2 separate regions of the Mus musculus genome follow, and region 2 is linked to region 1. Evidence: chromatin contacts called from public Hi-C data. All regions are on one chromosome and are shown on one strand. The core of a region is the stretch at or near the end of the contact, and the rest is flanking DNA. Distances in the headings are between cores, read along the strand shown. Region 1 overlaps Wdfy4 (WD repeat and FYVE domain containing 4). Region 2 has its middle 7.0 kb from the start of Gm25498.

What was found. Hi-C and Micro-C count contacts between places; a contact is called where the count stands out from the background.
Region 2: a contact with region 1 is called in a Hi-C map of bone marrow-derived macrophages, with 4 times the contacts expected there. The contact joins two enhancer-like sites. A contact is called at or near these places in 1 of 39 promoter capture datasets (macrophages), 2 of 15 datasets of contacts at CTCF or cohesin (large pre-B cells and pro-B cells), 4 of 484 Hi-C or Micro-C datasets (bone marrow-derived macrophages, embryonic stem cells, myeloid progenitors and 1 more) and 2 of 9 other capture datasets (adipose tissue and liver).

What each region holds. Positions count from the first base shown.
Region 1 is chr14:33,100,313-33,107,961 of GRCm38.p6, reverse strand. It overlaps Wdfy4 (WD repeat and FYVE domain containing 4), which reads left to right. Exons shown (of 59, transcript NM_001146022.2): 15 at 165-341; 16 at 782-858; 17 at 1,753-1,974; 18 at 3,391-3,569; 19 at 3,825-4,056; 20 at 5,289-5,434; 21 at 6,348-6,459; 22 at 6,867-7,057. Among named protein-coding and RNA genes, the nearest start is that of Wdfy4, 81 kb to the left of the region's middle. Within about 2 kb of position 6,146, at least 9 of the 459 cell types and tissues checked have an H3K27ac peak or open chromatin away from gene starts, as enhancers often do. A contact at or near this core is called in bone marrow-derived macrophages, where this site is marked.
Region 2 is chr14:33,196,475-33,203,737 of GRCm38.p6, reverse strand. No RefSeq gene overlaps it. Among named protein-coding and RNA genes, the nearest start is that of Gm25498, 7.0 kb to the left of the region's middle. Within about 2 kb of position 1,392, at least 18 of the 459 cell types and tissues checked have an H3K27ac peak or open chromatin away from gene starts, as enhancers often do. A contact at or near this core is called in bone marrow-derived macrophages, where this site is marked.

The DNA of each region.
Region 1 (7,649 bases), core at 4,897-7,396:
ATGTGTGCCCAGTGGCTTTTGCAGGATGCTCTATCAGGCTGTGGCAGATACATCTGAGATATTGCAAAAATGGGAGAGAAAAGCACCAGGCAAGGACACATCTTTTTCTTGTGTTCTGCCTCAGGGTCATGTGCGGCTACAGCTGAGAAACCTACAGATTCCAGCCCACGTCCTGGAGGGTCTCAGGCCCTCAGGCCCTCATGGGCCTCCCAATATTCGGCCACAGCCCTCCAGACAACACTGAGCCTCATCTCCATGACCTCCCCTCGAAATCTGCAGCCTCAGAGGGCGGCCCTGACACCATCATTTGTGGAATTTGACATGTCTTCAGAAGGTTATGGGTATGGAGACCTCTTGAATATTTGGAAAATAATTTACTAATGTCTTAGTACCTCTAATGATCTATAACACTGGCTACAAAATTGTGGCCTCCACTGGTCTTTGGTGCTCAAGCAGAGATGTGTTTAAGTAGTAGATATCTCTCAACCTAACAGAGAAGAGCAGAGTGTTTAGATGCTCTGAGTGTCTATATGGAGGACTAGAGATGCCTCCTTCCTCTCTGTATCTGGTCTAGAATGTTCTCCATCTTGTGTGGTCTCTAGTGAGGATTCATTCCCTGGATTATCACACCAGCACCAACTGCTTTCTGTTCTTGGAACCTGTGGCCTAAGATGGCATATTGCCTCTGAAGTAGGATGGAGGATGGCGGCATTACAGCCCGGCAGTTGATGCAAGAGGTTGGCATGCAGCCCACTGACCTGCAATGCTTTACTATTTCCAGCTGTCTGTTTACTCCGACCTTGTCTACAGTCATGGGGACCAGCACAGAGCACTCCATCTCTGGAGGGACTGGATCAGGTAAGTATTTCTGCAGATGAGGATCCTTCAGCCTTCTCCATTGCTCATACTCCATTAGAGCAGGTGTTCTACTCATCTTTGCATGGGCTCAAAGCCAGGGGCTCAGGTAGCCTTGACAACTATAAGATGCAGTGTCTGAGTCTGAGCCATTCATTGTACGGGAGCCTGGGATAGGCTGAACTGCAGCATCAGATGCTGTCAGCTTTTGCTAGAGAGGAGTGTAAGCTCCTCCATCAGGAGGAGGCAAATCCATGGTACATGGCTTCTGGACATTAGCTTAGAGCCTGGGCAGGCTTTTCAAAGGATGGTACTACACTTAGAAAACATTAGACAGGGCAGTGTAAGTTCCCAGAGGTGCCTGAGCCCAGCATCTCCCTATTATCAAAACCAGGTCCCAACTTTCAATGAGAACATGGTTGGTCTACCAGTTCAGGACAAACTTCCTTTCTGTGGGTGGTACCAAGTGTGCTAACACGGCTGCTGATACTGGGCTAGTGGGAACAGTGGCCCCGCCGGGACTGCAGAGCCTGCTCAGACATGAGAAGACAAGAGGTTTCCTTGGAGTAGGTTATTTCTTTACCTTGGATTCAGTTGAGCTAGTGTTCTCACCTCAATGGAACTGACTTTCGATCAGTTGCAGAAGGCCAGCTATTGTGAAGCCTCAGGGACCTGGCTTTGATAATAGGGAGGTGCTGGGCTCAGGCACCTTATCCTGGTATGAATCGTGAGGTGCGTCCTGGCACTTGGTGGAGTTGGCCTGAGTGTGGAGCATGGAGCAGGCCAGATGCAGTGCTGTAGGCAGCCAGCGAGGTGGAGTCAGAGCAGCGGCCTGGGGTCTCAGCACACTTCCTTGGTAGGACAGAGTGCCAAGCTCTGCTTCTGTTCTCCCCGCAGGAGCTCCCAGGCCGTTCCCTCCGCCTGGAGGTCTCACCTTCTCCTGTTGGTTTCTGATCAGCCGGCAGGCCAATGTCATGGAGGGCCACCCACTGCGCTTCCTAACCCTGGTGCGCCACCTGGCCAGGACAGAGCAGCCCTTTGTCTGCTTCTCCATCAGCCTCTGCATGGATGACCTCTCCTTGGTTGTGTCCACAGAAGAGAAAGAGTTCCAGCCCCTGGGTAATGCCTTGGGGATTGATCCGAAGCTTGCATGGGCCATTCCTGGGGAGTGGGGCTGAGCCAGATGTTGACATGGATGTACCTAGAAGCTTGGGGACTTCCTGTAGCTCTTCATCTTTTGAAATTGCACCCTTGGCTTTCATATGTGGTAAAATGTCTATGAAATATTTGCAGTGTGCCACTGTGATCTGGGCCCTGTATGGCTCTAAAATGCATGCTCACTGGCTTTCGAGAATACTAGTTCTGCCCGGGCAGGAGGAAGACTGTTGGAACTTAGGGTTCGCCTCACTGGAACACGAGCTACATCATCAGAGCAAGGTCTAGGAAGGATAGGCTCAACTGAGTTGGAGCTGAAGTGGCCCTAGACCTGTCCACAAATAACCCAAATCCACAGGGCTCACAGGCATTCTGTACGGCAGGTTGCTAACTCTGAGTGCCCCAGGAGCCTGATGCTGGCTATGCCCTTAAAACTTCAGCATATGCTCACAGTCAGCTATTGGATGGATCACAGGGCCGCCAATGGAGGAGCTAGAGAAAGTAACCAAGGAGCTAAAAGGATCTGCAACCCTATAGGTGGAACAACATTATGAGCTAACTAGTACCCCGGAGCTCTTGACTCTAGCTGCATATGTATCAAAAGATGGCCTAGTCAGCCATCACTGGAAAGAGAGGCCCATTGGACACACAAACTTTATATACCCCAGTACAGGGGAACGCCAGGGCCAAAAAAATGGGAATGGGTGGGTAGGGAAGTGGGGGGGAGGGTATGGGGGACTTTTGGGATAGCATTGGAAATGTAATTGAGGAAAATACGTAATAAAAATATTAAATATTAAAAATTAAAAAAAACAGCATACTCTCAAGCTCACTTGCCTCATGACTAAGCCTAGATCTCAGCCATCACTCCTAGGCCAAGGCTAAGAGTCACTGCCTCGCAGCTAAGCATATGGAAGGCCCTGAGAATGGCCACATTCTTGGCACACAGCCAGGCTGCTTGAGTCCTCCTTCTCAGGTAACCTGACACAGACTGTCACCCTGGTACTCAGTGGACAGTGCTTGGCTGAAGCCTGCTGGAGCTGACCTTGGGTCGTTGGATTAAGCTCTCTGCCTGGGAGTAATAAGTGGGAGCAATGGCAGCACCTTATCTTGCAGGACAGTGGGCTTGTTAAATGAAGTATTGCTTGTAGCTGTGCTTGACTAGTGTCTGATACAAAGTCCAAGCTCAGCAAGTGATGGGGACAGTTTTTTTTTTTTGTTTTTTTTTGTTTTTTTTTAAGTGAAAGTAAGTGTCTGGTCTATAGCTCCACAGGATGTAAAGTCCACATGGGCTGACCAGGAATCTTTCCATCTCTAGTGCCTTTGGGTCTGTGTTATACGACGCATCATGTGACATTCAGTGTTTGTTCTCTTCTGCAGATGCCATGGAGCCTGAGGATGAGGCAGAGCCCTCTGCAGGCCGCCAGCTCCAGGTCAGGTGCAGCCAGCTGCTGACATGTGGTCAGTGGTATCACCTGGCTGTGGTGGTCAGCAAAGAAATGAAGAGGAATTGCAGTGTTACCACGTACCTGGATGGGCAAGCCATTGGTTCAGCCAAGGTCAATGTCAGAGCTGAGCTGTTGCCTTCATAGGATCTGCTAATTAATCGTTTGCCCATTTTTCTTGTTATCTGTGTGTGTGCGTGTGTGTGCACATGCATGCTTGTGTATGTTTATGCGTGTGTATCTTTACAACGTTTTAGATAAAATTGATTTTAGTGAGAGTGACATGGCTCATGACGCTGTATCACTAACTATTACTTCCATCAGTTCTGGGGCTAAGTGCCTCTCCCTCCCTCTGTCCTGTTTGAACAGATGTTGTATATTCAGGCCTTACCGGGGTCTTTTTTTTCAATGGATCCCTCATCATTTGTGGATGTTTATGGCTATATTGGGACCCCCAGAGTTTGGAAACAGAAATCATCGCTAACCTGGCGTCTCGGGCCTGCATACCTCTTTGAAGAAGACATATCAGCGGATACTCTAGCACTTATTATCAAACTCGGCCCGAGGTACTGTGGTAACTTTCAAGCTGTGCACCTTCAAGGTATGGCATGCTTTGATTTATAATGATTCTGCCAGTATTAGTTTTTAAGTGGGCACCCAGTTATTTATAGCATATTTATAAGGAATAAACTCAGCACAGGTCAATCATGAGGGAAGGCCTTTGTAATTGGATCATTATATATTTACAACCCAAGAGAAACTGTCATAGAAGAGGAAATGACAATATCCTTTAGATTTCGACTCCACAGCACCTAATGGAGGAGGGTCGGTGAGCAATGCCATCAGCAAAGAAAGGGAGGGGATTGAGATAAATAAGTTACATTCCTTTTAATGAAGACGCTTTTTAACTAAAGTATACCGTTGTCTTCAATTATTAAACAGGCAGACAGCAGCCCCATTTTCTTTATTGATTGTTGGCTGTTCAAGCAAGGAGCTTGCTCTCTGAGCTCTGCCAGGTCTAGGGGGGTCAGTTCCCATCTGGAAAGAAAGACAAATGCATCGGAGTGAAGGCCTTGTGTGTGGCCAAGGGCGATTGAGTGCTGCTGAGTGCTTGAGTTTCCAGGACCAGGTCCTGTGCGAACTTCATTTCCTGCAGCAAATGGCATTGACCAGAGCAGCTTGGTCAGGTCTGGAGTCCGGTGCACTCACTCTGTAGTTGCACAGTGTTGGTCTAGTAGAGCTTTGCTGCCAGTCCTCTGGGGACCAGAGTGCTAATGCTAACTGGGATGTTCACAGTAGCAGTGCAGCTCACAGTAACTAACTCTGTAGCTCATAGGTCTGTCAGCCCCATTCACTTCCTCCTTGAGAAAATGTTACTTAGTAGCTTAGAAGTGAACTGATAGATTTGATAGAGGTTTCTACTCTGGTTGGTCCACACCTGAAACTCCTTTCTTTTCTAGAAGATTCCATCTTGAGAGAATGCTTTAAGTGTATTTGTTATTGTTTTGGCTTATCTTTGTCTTTTTAGAATCTCACTGTATAGACCAGGCTGGTCTCAAACTCCCAGAGATCCATTTGCCTCTGCCTCCCAAGCACTGGAATTAAAGGTGTGCACTACCACACCTGGTCCTGCCCTCATTTTTATATTAAGTATCAGAGAAGCACTGGTGGGGGTAAAATGTATCACACACACACAAATATGTAAAATGTAGCGACAGGAAGACATCCTCCAGGGATCATGTTGCTGTGTGGCAGCAGGTATTTCATGGTTGTAGGGTCAATTTCTTTCTCTGTCTAGAGAGGTTAGAACTGACTAAAAATATGCTGTTGTAGGAGAAGACCCAGATGGCGAAGCCACGCCCCTCATCGCGGAGGAAAGGGTTTCCTTTGGTCTTTATGTACCCAGCTCTTCTATCACAAGCATAATGAACATCAGAAACACCTACAATGAGGTGGACAGCCGCTTGATCGCCAAGGAGGTACAGTTTCCTCCAACCCCCACCCCATTCTTCCCCAAGGCAAACATCACCGTGTGCCTTTCTTCGGCTTCCAGGGCTCCAGGAACTATCCTGTGCTTGCTCATTTGTGGATGGATAGATACATGCACACCACACGTCTCCCTTCATTTGCTTGGACACAGCCTGCTCCCACACCAGGACCAAAGCTTTTCTTTTAAAGTTGCTTAGAGAGGAATATGTGTCCTCTTCCTGGTGAAGAGCTCTGAATACTTTTCAATATCATTTTGATTTTGGAAACTCCACTACTGACCTTTGCTTTGGACTCCACTGTTCAACCAACTCTGAAAAGTGGCCGAGTGGCTGTAACTTTGTTTTTAAAGTGTCCTTACAGAATAACAAGCAAATGCTTGTGCAAAGAGATTCACCATTTCCTAATTCTTGCATAAATATCTCTTTTGGGTTGAGTGCAGAACTCTTCATTTTCATGAGCAGAGAGGCCCAGGGGTCAGCATTGAGGCCCTGACATGCACCAACGTTGTGTCTTGATAAAGGAAGGCAGACTTCCTTTCCTCCTGGGTCTCTGGAATAAGTAGTGGAAGCTGGGTCTCTCAGAGCTTGGACAGAGAAGATCTGGCACTAGTGTTTCTCGGTTGCTGTCACTGGGCTCCTCCTACCCCATGGCTTCCTCTTGGGGAGCAGGAGTGGAATGCGATTGTGTGTTTACAGCTGACTCCCAGGCAATTGGGCCACAGTGAGGAAGTGGAACAGTGATCCTACACATTAGCTTCTGCCCACAATGCTGTCTCATCCACTAATTGTCACATGTAGAATGCCCCCAGCCTTGGGCCTCTGGATGTCTATCCTCTAGGGGCTCCTGAACAGCACCCTTCTTTCCCAGGGATTTTGTAGCACTAATTGCTGTCATTTCCTCTAGATGAATATTTCCTCCCGTGACAATGCCACACCTGTGTTCTTGCTGAGAAACTGTGCCGGGCACCTCTCAGGGCCTCTGCGGACTCTCGGGGCTGTTGCTGTGGGCCAGTTAGGTGGGTCAAGCACTAGACTCTGCTTTGCTTTGGGGAGGAGGGCTTGTGCATTCTAGCCCTCTGGGGGTGGGAGACAAGATGGATTGTACTGGGGAGGTCTTGTGAGAAGGGCCGGACTGAGAACAAGCCCAGCCTGAGAGTGACCAAAGAGTACAACTCAGTCAGATTACTGCTTCTGGCTGATGAGCTCAGTGTGGCCTGTGAGCAGGACCCATGGTTGTATTGTCTGAGTGAAAGCAGCAGACCTATTGCCAAGACTTCTGGAGATCCAGTCTCTCTTTCCAGCCTATCCTGTTGCATGAGACTTCTCTGGCTGTACATGGGCATAGATACAGGCAACTGCCAGGAGTGCTGTATCACAGTACTGCTGGGACATACTGATGACATGTCTTCTTTGGCTCCCTCAGGGGTAAGGGTGTTCCATTCCAGCCCTGCTGCCAGCAGCCTGGACTACATTGGAGGACCTGCCATCCTCCTAGGCCTCATCTCCCTGGCAACAGATGACCACACCATGTATGCAGCTATGAAGGTCCTGCACTCGGTCCTGACCAGCAATGCCATGTGTGATTACCTGATGCAGCACATCTGTGGGTACCAGGTAATCCTGCCCTCCTGGCTGACCCTGTAGCTTCCCAAAGAGGTGCCATCCCCAGGATATGCCTGCCTCTTTTGCCCCAGTAGGTCGGAAGTGACTTCTGGGAAAGAGTGTCCCAGCAAGCCTTGCATTCCCCATGACCTTGATCACCCCAGATGGAGACTGTTGAGTGATTCATTGACAGACATGCTGCTGCCTACAGTTCATCGCAGAGGAGGGCCTGGTGACAGTCAGCACAAGGAGCTCTGTCTAGACCAGATTGCTTATCAGTCTGCTGCTGTAGCGTTCTCCTTGATGATTCCAGAATCATTTAGGATTGACCCATTCTGCCTCCCTCACAGGGGATGAGAGTCTGTATTATAGACCCAGACTGGTTTGAAATCCTGCCTCATCTTCTACCTTGTTATTCAACCTTTGAAAGAATTATTTACATCTGCTCAGTCTCCGCACCTGAAGAGCTGGGCTTTCATCCCTCTTGTCTCTTGGCTTATAATGAGGATGGAAAGACTTCATACAATTGATGGGGCTCAGATTCTAAGCCTGACTAGGAGCCAGTGCTCAGTTAACATTAGCTGCTTTGAGTTCTTAACCTCCT
Region 2 (7,263 bases), core at 143-2,642, 100 kb before region 1:
CCATTGGCAAAGAATCTTTTAGCACGTGTCCTCTCACATGCTTGCTTTAGCAGATCACCCTGTGTCTGCTTCAGTGAAACGTTCCTTCACAAGTCTGCCTTAGTCTTTCACCTGCGTCTGAGTCTGCTAAATGGTCCTTCACGTGTTTGCCCCAGCTAAACCTCATCCACTTCATCTCCTGCCCTCATACCCTCAGGGCCAGCTCTCCCGCACTGCCCAGGTGAGAGGCAGGGCCAAGGCTCTGAGCTGCAGCACAGGCCAGGGCATCACCATGGTCTCTGGTGGTAGGGGGGGGGCAGGGGGGGATATTCACATCAGGATGTTCCTCACCACTTTCTTGTCTCTAGTTTCGCCTCTCTTCAGAATGCACAAACCATTTCACTTCTCTTTCCCTCCCATCTCTCCATCACACACTTTCTCATCACCGAGGGCTTTGGGTGTCTTCTGCCCACCAGAACTGCATCAGCAATGACATTTTCTTTTAAAAGGTAGGATGATTAAATGTTAGTTCAACCCAAAGAGTCCAAAGGAAATAAATCCCTCGCCAAGGTTAAACACAGCCCAGAGAGACTGTAATTCAGCATCGAGTCGTCCAGTCTGTGGTTGAACAGCACCATGAGCAGCTAGAGACCTGAGCAGATAGGCCAACGGCAGGAAGCAAACAGCAGGGCATGTTGAGTCAGCTGTAATCTCCACTCTGCAGGGGCCGCTCTTCTTCCTGGGCTAGGACGTAGCTCTGGGAGTCACAGACATTCACACAGTGATGGGTTTTCTCAAAAAAAAGAAAGCACAGGCCCACTGGCACTTGGGTTTGTTACTGGCTCTATTGGTGAACAGTGTCATTCACCATTTCCCAAGGAGCACAAGCAGCGACTGCCTTCAAGTCTCCAGTTGTGCCTCTCTTCACAATGCACAAACCACTTGGCTTCTCTTCCTTTTCCATCTCTCCATCACCTGCTTGCTCACTTCTGCCATGCTTTCCCAGCGAGGGTTGGGTGTGGCCCGTGGCCAATGATAAGTCTTTTAAATAAAAAGTTTAACAGAATACTACCGAGTGAATCCACTCTAGTACACCCACCCCAACCTAGTGTGTACATGTAGTAAGAGCTGTCATGGCACCATTCTTATTACATTTAAAATTATTCCTGTCAGCCAGAAGAACAGGAAGGAGGACCTCCTGCCCTTAGAACCCTCTCATGCCATCAGTTAGGATCCCAAAGACCCACCCACCCCTCTGAGACCTGTCCCCACCCCCACCCCCACCCCCTTGTGCCTCCGTCCTTACATGGGCAGGAGGATATCCACTCACTGCTCGGGTGCAGGCCATGACAATCAGAACAGAGAGGCACACATGATGACTAACGGCCACACTCTGCCACAAGTCCATCCCTCAACTCTGACTGAGATTCCCTGCTGAACCAGAGGTCATACTGGCCACCAGAAATAGAGAACACAGAGACCAGAAGACAAAAGAGGAAACAGAAACCAAGAAACAAAACACCCATCCAACAAGACAAACTCAGAAATCAGCACCTAGACCTGTACTCATCCTAGACCCAGATGCCGAGATGCCAGTGTAAGAACACCATCAACCGCAGCCGAGGCAACATGGCACCACCAAAGTCCAGCAAGCCATGAATATCCCAACACAGCTCAAGCACAAGAAATGACCTTAAAACCTTAAAGAGGAAATGAATAAATATCTTAAAGAAATCCAGGAAAACACAAACAAGCAGTTGGAATATATGAAGAAATCTCTTAAAGAAAGTCAAGAAAAACAAGTAAACAGGTGAGGGAAATGAATAAAACCATTCAAGGCCTGAAAATGGAAATAGAAGTGATAAAGAAAACACAAACTGAGGGAATTCCGAAGATGGAAAATGCAGGCAAGCAAACAGGGACCACAGAAGCAAGCATCAGCATCAGGATGCAAGAGACAGAAGACAGTGTGTCGGGCTTAAAAGATATGATAGAAGAAATTGATACATCTGTCAAAGAAAATGTTGTATCTAAAAAATTTAAGACACCAAGAATTCAAATATCCAGGTAACTAGGAATTCAGACCAGATAGACAATTTAAATATACCTATAATCTCCAAGGAAATAGAAATCATCATTAAATGTTTCATAATAACAACAACAAAAACAACAACAAAAACAACAACAAATCATATCCAGACAGTTTTAGCTCGGAATTCTACTGGATTTTCAAAGGTGTCCTAATACCAGTACTTGTTAAGTTATTCCACAAAACAACATTAAGGGACATTATCCAAATCATTTTTTGAGGTCACAGTCACAGTGGTACCCAAACCATACAAATATTCAACAGAGAGAATTATGGAACAGTTTCCCTCATGAACATTGATAGAAAAATACTCAACAAAACACTCACAAACTAAACCTAAGAACACATAAGAAAGATGATCCACCGTGATCAACTAGGCTTCATCCGAGAGATGCAGGGACGGTTCAACACACAAAATTCTGTTATTGTAGTTTGCCAGATACATAAACTGAAAGGGAAAAATGTGATCATCTCATCAGATGCTAAAAAAGCCTTTGATAAAGTCCAACACCCTTTCATAATTAAAGTCTTGGAGTGATCAGAAATACAAGGGACATACTTAAACACAATAAATATAACTTACAGCAAGCCTATAGCTAACAAATTAAATGGAGGGAAACTCAAAGCAATTCCACTAAAATCAGGAACAAGACAAGACTGCAGACTCTCTCCATATCTATTCAACACAGTACTTAAAGTGCTGGCCAGAGCAATAAAACAATTGAAGGAGGCCAAGGAGATATAAACTGGAAAGGGAGAAATCAAAGTATTGCTATTCAAAGATGATATGATAGTATACATAAGTGACCTAAAAATTTCTACCAGGAAATTCTTATAGCTGATAATACCTTCAGCAAAATGGCTGGATACTCGAGTAACAACAACAACAAAAAAAATCAGTATCCCTTTCTAATACAAACAATAAACAGGCTGAGAAAGAAATCAGGGAAACAACACCCTTCATAATAGCCACAAATAATATAAAATACCTTGGTGTAACTCTAACCAAGCAAGTGAAATATCTATATGACAAGAACTTCAAGTTCCTGAAGAAAGAAATTGAAAAAAAAATCAGAAGATGGAAAGATCTCCCATGCTCATGGATAGGTAGGATAAACATAGTGGAAATGGCCATCTTACCAAAAGCAATCTACAAATTCAATGCAATTTCCATCAAAATTCCAGCACAATTCTTTACAGACCTTGAAAGAACAATTCTGAACTTCATATGTAAAACCTAAAAAACCCAGGATAGCTACAACAATCCTGTCCAATAAAAGAACTCCTGGAGGTTTCACCATCTCTGATTTCAAACTTCACCATAGAACAATTGTGATAAAACCTGCATAGTATTGGTACAGAAACAAACAGGTTGATCAATGGAATCAAACTGAAGGGCTAGAAATAAACCTATAGACCTACAGACCTACAGACCTACAGACACCTACAGACACCTACAGACACCTGATTTTTGACAAAGTAGCCAAAACCACACAATGGAAAAACAGGAAGTATCTTCAAGAAATATGGCTGGTCTAACTGGATGTCTTTATGTAGAAGAATGCAAATAGATTCATATTTATCACCCTGAAGAAAACTCAAGTCCAAGTGGATCAAAGACATTAGCATAAAACCAGATTTACTAAACCGATAGACGAGAAAGCGCAGAATAGTCTTAAACACTGACTCAGGAGACAACTCTGCACAGAACACTAATAGTGCAGGCACAAGATCAACAATTAATTCATAGAACTTCATGAAACTGAAAAGCTTCTGTGAGCAAAGGACACCATTAATAGGACAAAACGGCAGCCTCCAGAATGGGAAAAGATTCTAACCAGCTCCACATCAGTGGGCTAATATGCAAAATACATAAAGAACTCAAGTCATCAACAAATCAAATAATCCAATTAAAAAATAAGGTACAGATTTAAACAGAGAATTCTCACCAGGAGTGTCAAATGGCCACCAGGGAAATACAAATCAAAATGTTTCAGCTACTTCATCCTATACCTGTCAGAATGGCTAAGATCAAAAACCTAAGCTCATGCTTGTGAGGATGTGGAGCAAGGGGAGCACTCCTCTATTATTGCTGAGAGGGCAAACTTGTACAACCCTTGGGAACTCAATATGGTGGTTTGCAGAAATTGGAACTAGATCTACCTCAAGATCCAGCTATACCAGTCTTGGGCATATACCCAAAAGGACGCTCCATCATAACACAAGGACACTGGCTCAACTATGTTCATAGCAGTTTTATTCGTAGTAGCCAGAAACTGCAAACAACCTAGTTGTCCCTCAGCTGGTGAATAATGTGGATAAAAAAGATAACGGATAAGGAAATTGTGGTGCTTCACACAATGGAGTACTAGTGAGCTGTAAAAATAACGGCATGACATTTGCAGGAGGTAAGTAGAAAAAACATCCTGAGTGAAGTAACCCAGACCTAGAAAACAAACAAGGTATGTACTCACTCATAAGTGGATAGTAGCTGTAAAGTAAAGAAAATCGTGCTACAATCCACAGACTCAGAGAAGCTAAGTAACAAGGGTGGCTCAAGCGGGGAAAGCGTGTGGATCTCCCTGGGAAGGGGAAGTAGAATAGATTTTGTGGGTGGTGGGGGATGGGAGCAGGGGGGGTCAGGTGGTGAGGGTGGAGGGAGAGAGCATCGGAAGAGATGACTGGAATTTCAGTGATGAGATAGAAACCTAGTGCAATGGAAATTTCCTGGGATCTATGAGGGTGACCATAGTTAAGACTCCTAGTAATGGAGGCTTCAGAGTCTGAACCAGCCATCTTATGTAATCAGGTAAGTCCTCCAGTGGAGGGATTGGGACACCAACCCAGGCACAAAACCTTCAACCTACAATTTGTCTTGCCTGCAAGATGTGCTGGGGTAAGGGTGGCGCAGAACTTGTTGGAGTGGCCAACCAATGACTGCTCCAGCTTGGGACCCGTGCCATGAGATGGATCCATGCTTGATACTGCCCAGAGGGCCAGGAGTCAGAGACTGAATAGTCAAGAGGCCTAGGATAGAACCTAATAGGACTGGAAAAACAAAAAGTCAATGATGTGATTTCTAATGGTATTTGGCAATACTTGCAGACCAGAGCCTAACATTATTGTCATCAGAGCAGCTTCATTCAAAAGCTGATGGGAAGAGATGCAGAGACCCACAGCCAGGCTCAGGGAATTTCTGTGGAATAGAGAGAGGAAGAAGTGTAGGAGCCAGAGCAGTCAAGGACAAGCAGGAGAACATGACCCACAGAATCAGCTAATCGGGGTCCTCAGCATATATGTATGGTTGTGTAGCCTTGGTTTTCTTGTGGGACTCTTAACAGTGGGAGTGTGGGTGTCTCTGACTCAGTTGCCTGCTTTTGGGACCCTTTGCTCCTTCTGGGTTGCCTCCTCCAGCCTTCAGATGAGGGTATATGTGTAGCCTTAATGCAACGTCATATGCCATGTTTGGATGATATCCCTGGTAGACTGTCAATTTCTGAAGGGAAATGGAGGAGTGGATCTGAGGGAGAAAGGAGGCTGAGGGGAGGCTGGGAGGAGAGAAGGGAGAAGTTTTGGTGGGAATGTAATATATGTGAGAAGAGTAAATAAAAAAATATTTCCACACAAAAACATCTAAAGGTAAGCAAAGGAACTGGAGATGGCTCAGAAGTTAAGAGCACTGGCTGCCTGTTCTCTCTCTCTCCTTCTCTCTCTCCCTCTCTCTTCTTCTTCTTCTTCTTCTTCTTTCTTCTTCTTCTTCTTCTTCTTCTTCTTCTTCTTCTTCTTCTTCTTCTTCTTCTTCTTCTTCTTCTTCTTCTTCTTCTTCTTCTTCTTCTCCTTCTCCTTCTCCTTCTCCTTCTCCTTCTCCTTCTCCTTCTCCTTCTCCTTCTCCTTCTCCTTCTCCTTCTCCTTCTCCTTCTCTTTCTCCTTCTCCTTCTCCTTCTCTCTCTCTCTCTCTCTCTCTCTCTCTCTCTCTCTCTCTCTCTCTCTCTCTCTCTCTTTGCCAACTTGATACAAGCTAGACTTATCTTGGAAGAGGATCCTCAGTTGGGATAATGCTCACATTGTACTGTCTGTAGGGCATCTTTTTGACTGATGATTGAAGTTGATGGGCCCAATCACTGTGGGCAGGGCCACTTCTGGGAGTGTGGTTTTGAGTGGTATAAGAAAGCAGGATGAGCAATTTGTGGGTAGCAGTCCAGTCAGCAGCACCCCTCCATGGTCTCTGCTCCATTGCTGGTCTCCAGGTTCCTTTGCTCCATTACTGGTCTCCAGGTTCCTGTCCTGCTTGAGTTTCCTCAGTGATGAAGTGTGACTTGAGGGTTGTAAGAGGAAATAAACCATGTTCTCTCCACGTTGCTTTTGTTCACAGTATTTATCTTGGCAATAGAAACCCTAACCAAGCCAGTGCTGCTACAGAGGACCCAGTTTAAGTTCTCAGCACACACATTAGGCGGCTCATGATCACGTGTAATGGCAGTTCCGGGGCACCTATGTTCTCTTCTGACATTCTTCTATACTTCACACACACAGAGTGCATAATCACCTGCAGGCAGACACTCATATACATAAAATAAAAAATAAATCTTTAAAAAGGAACCCCTAGTGTATGACTGATGAGATGGCTCAGTGGTTAAGATAACTGACTGATCTCCCAGAGGTCCTGAGTTTAATTCCCAGCACCCACATGGTGGCTGACAACCATCTATAAAGGGATATGATGCCCTCTTCTGGCATGTGGGTGTACATGCAGCAGAGCACTCATACATCAGAGAGAGAGAGAGAGAGAGAGAGAGAGAGAGAGAGAGAGAGAGAGAGAGAGAGAAATGAAAATTAGAGAAGATACTATGATCCCATAAATAAATAAATATTATCAAAATATTCTGTTTCCAAACTTTATAAAAAGCAAATGTATGTGATGGTCAACATAAAAGGTAAGTAAAATTATTTTTAAGAAAATGAAACTTTTATTAAAAAAATACAAAATAAATGCACATGGCACAGACTCTAGCACTATTCTCCACTGATTAGCCATCATGAAGGGCCTCTGTACTGAGAGAGGAAGTGAGCTGTTCAGTTGTTTGAAGTGTTTCTGGGTTGCTGTGTAGGAACAGCCACTGTGAACACTGTGTTGACTTGTACTGTACCTGTACATGTGCGGACCGGTCAGATGTACACACTTATTGAATGTGCAA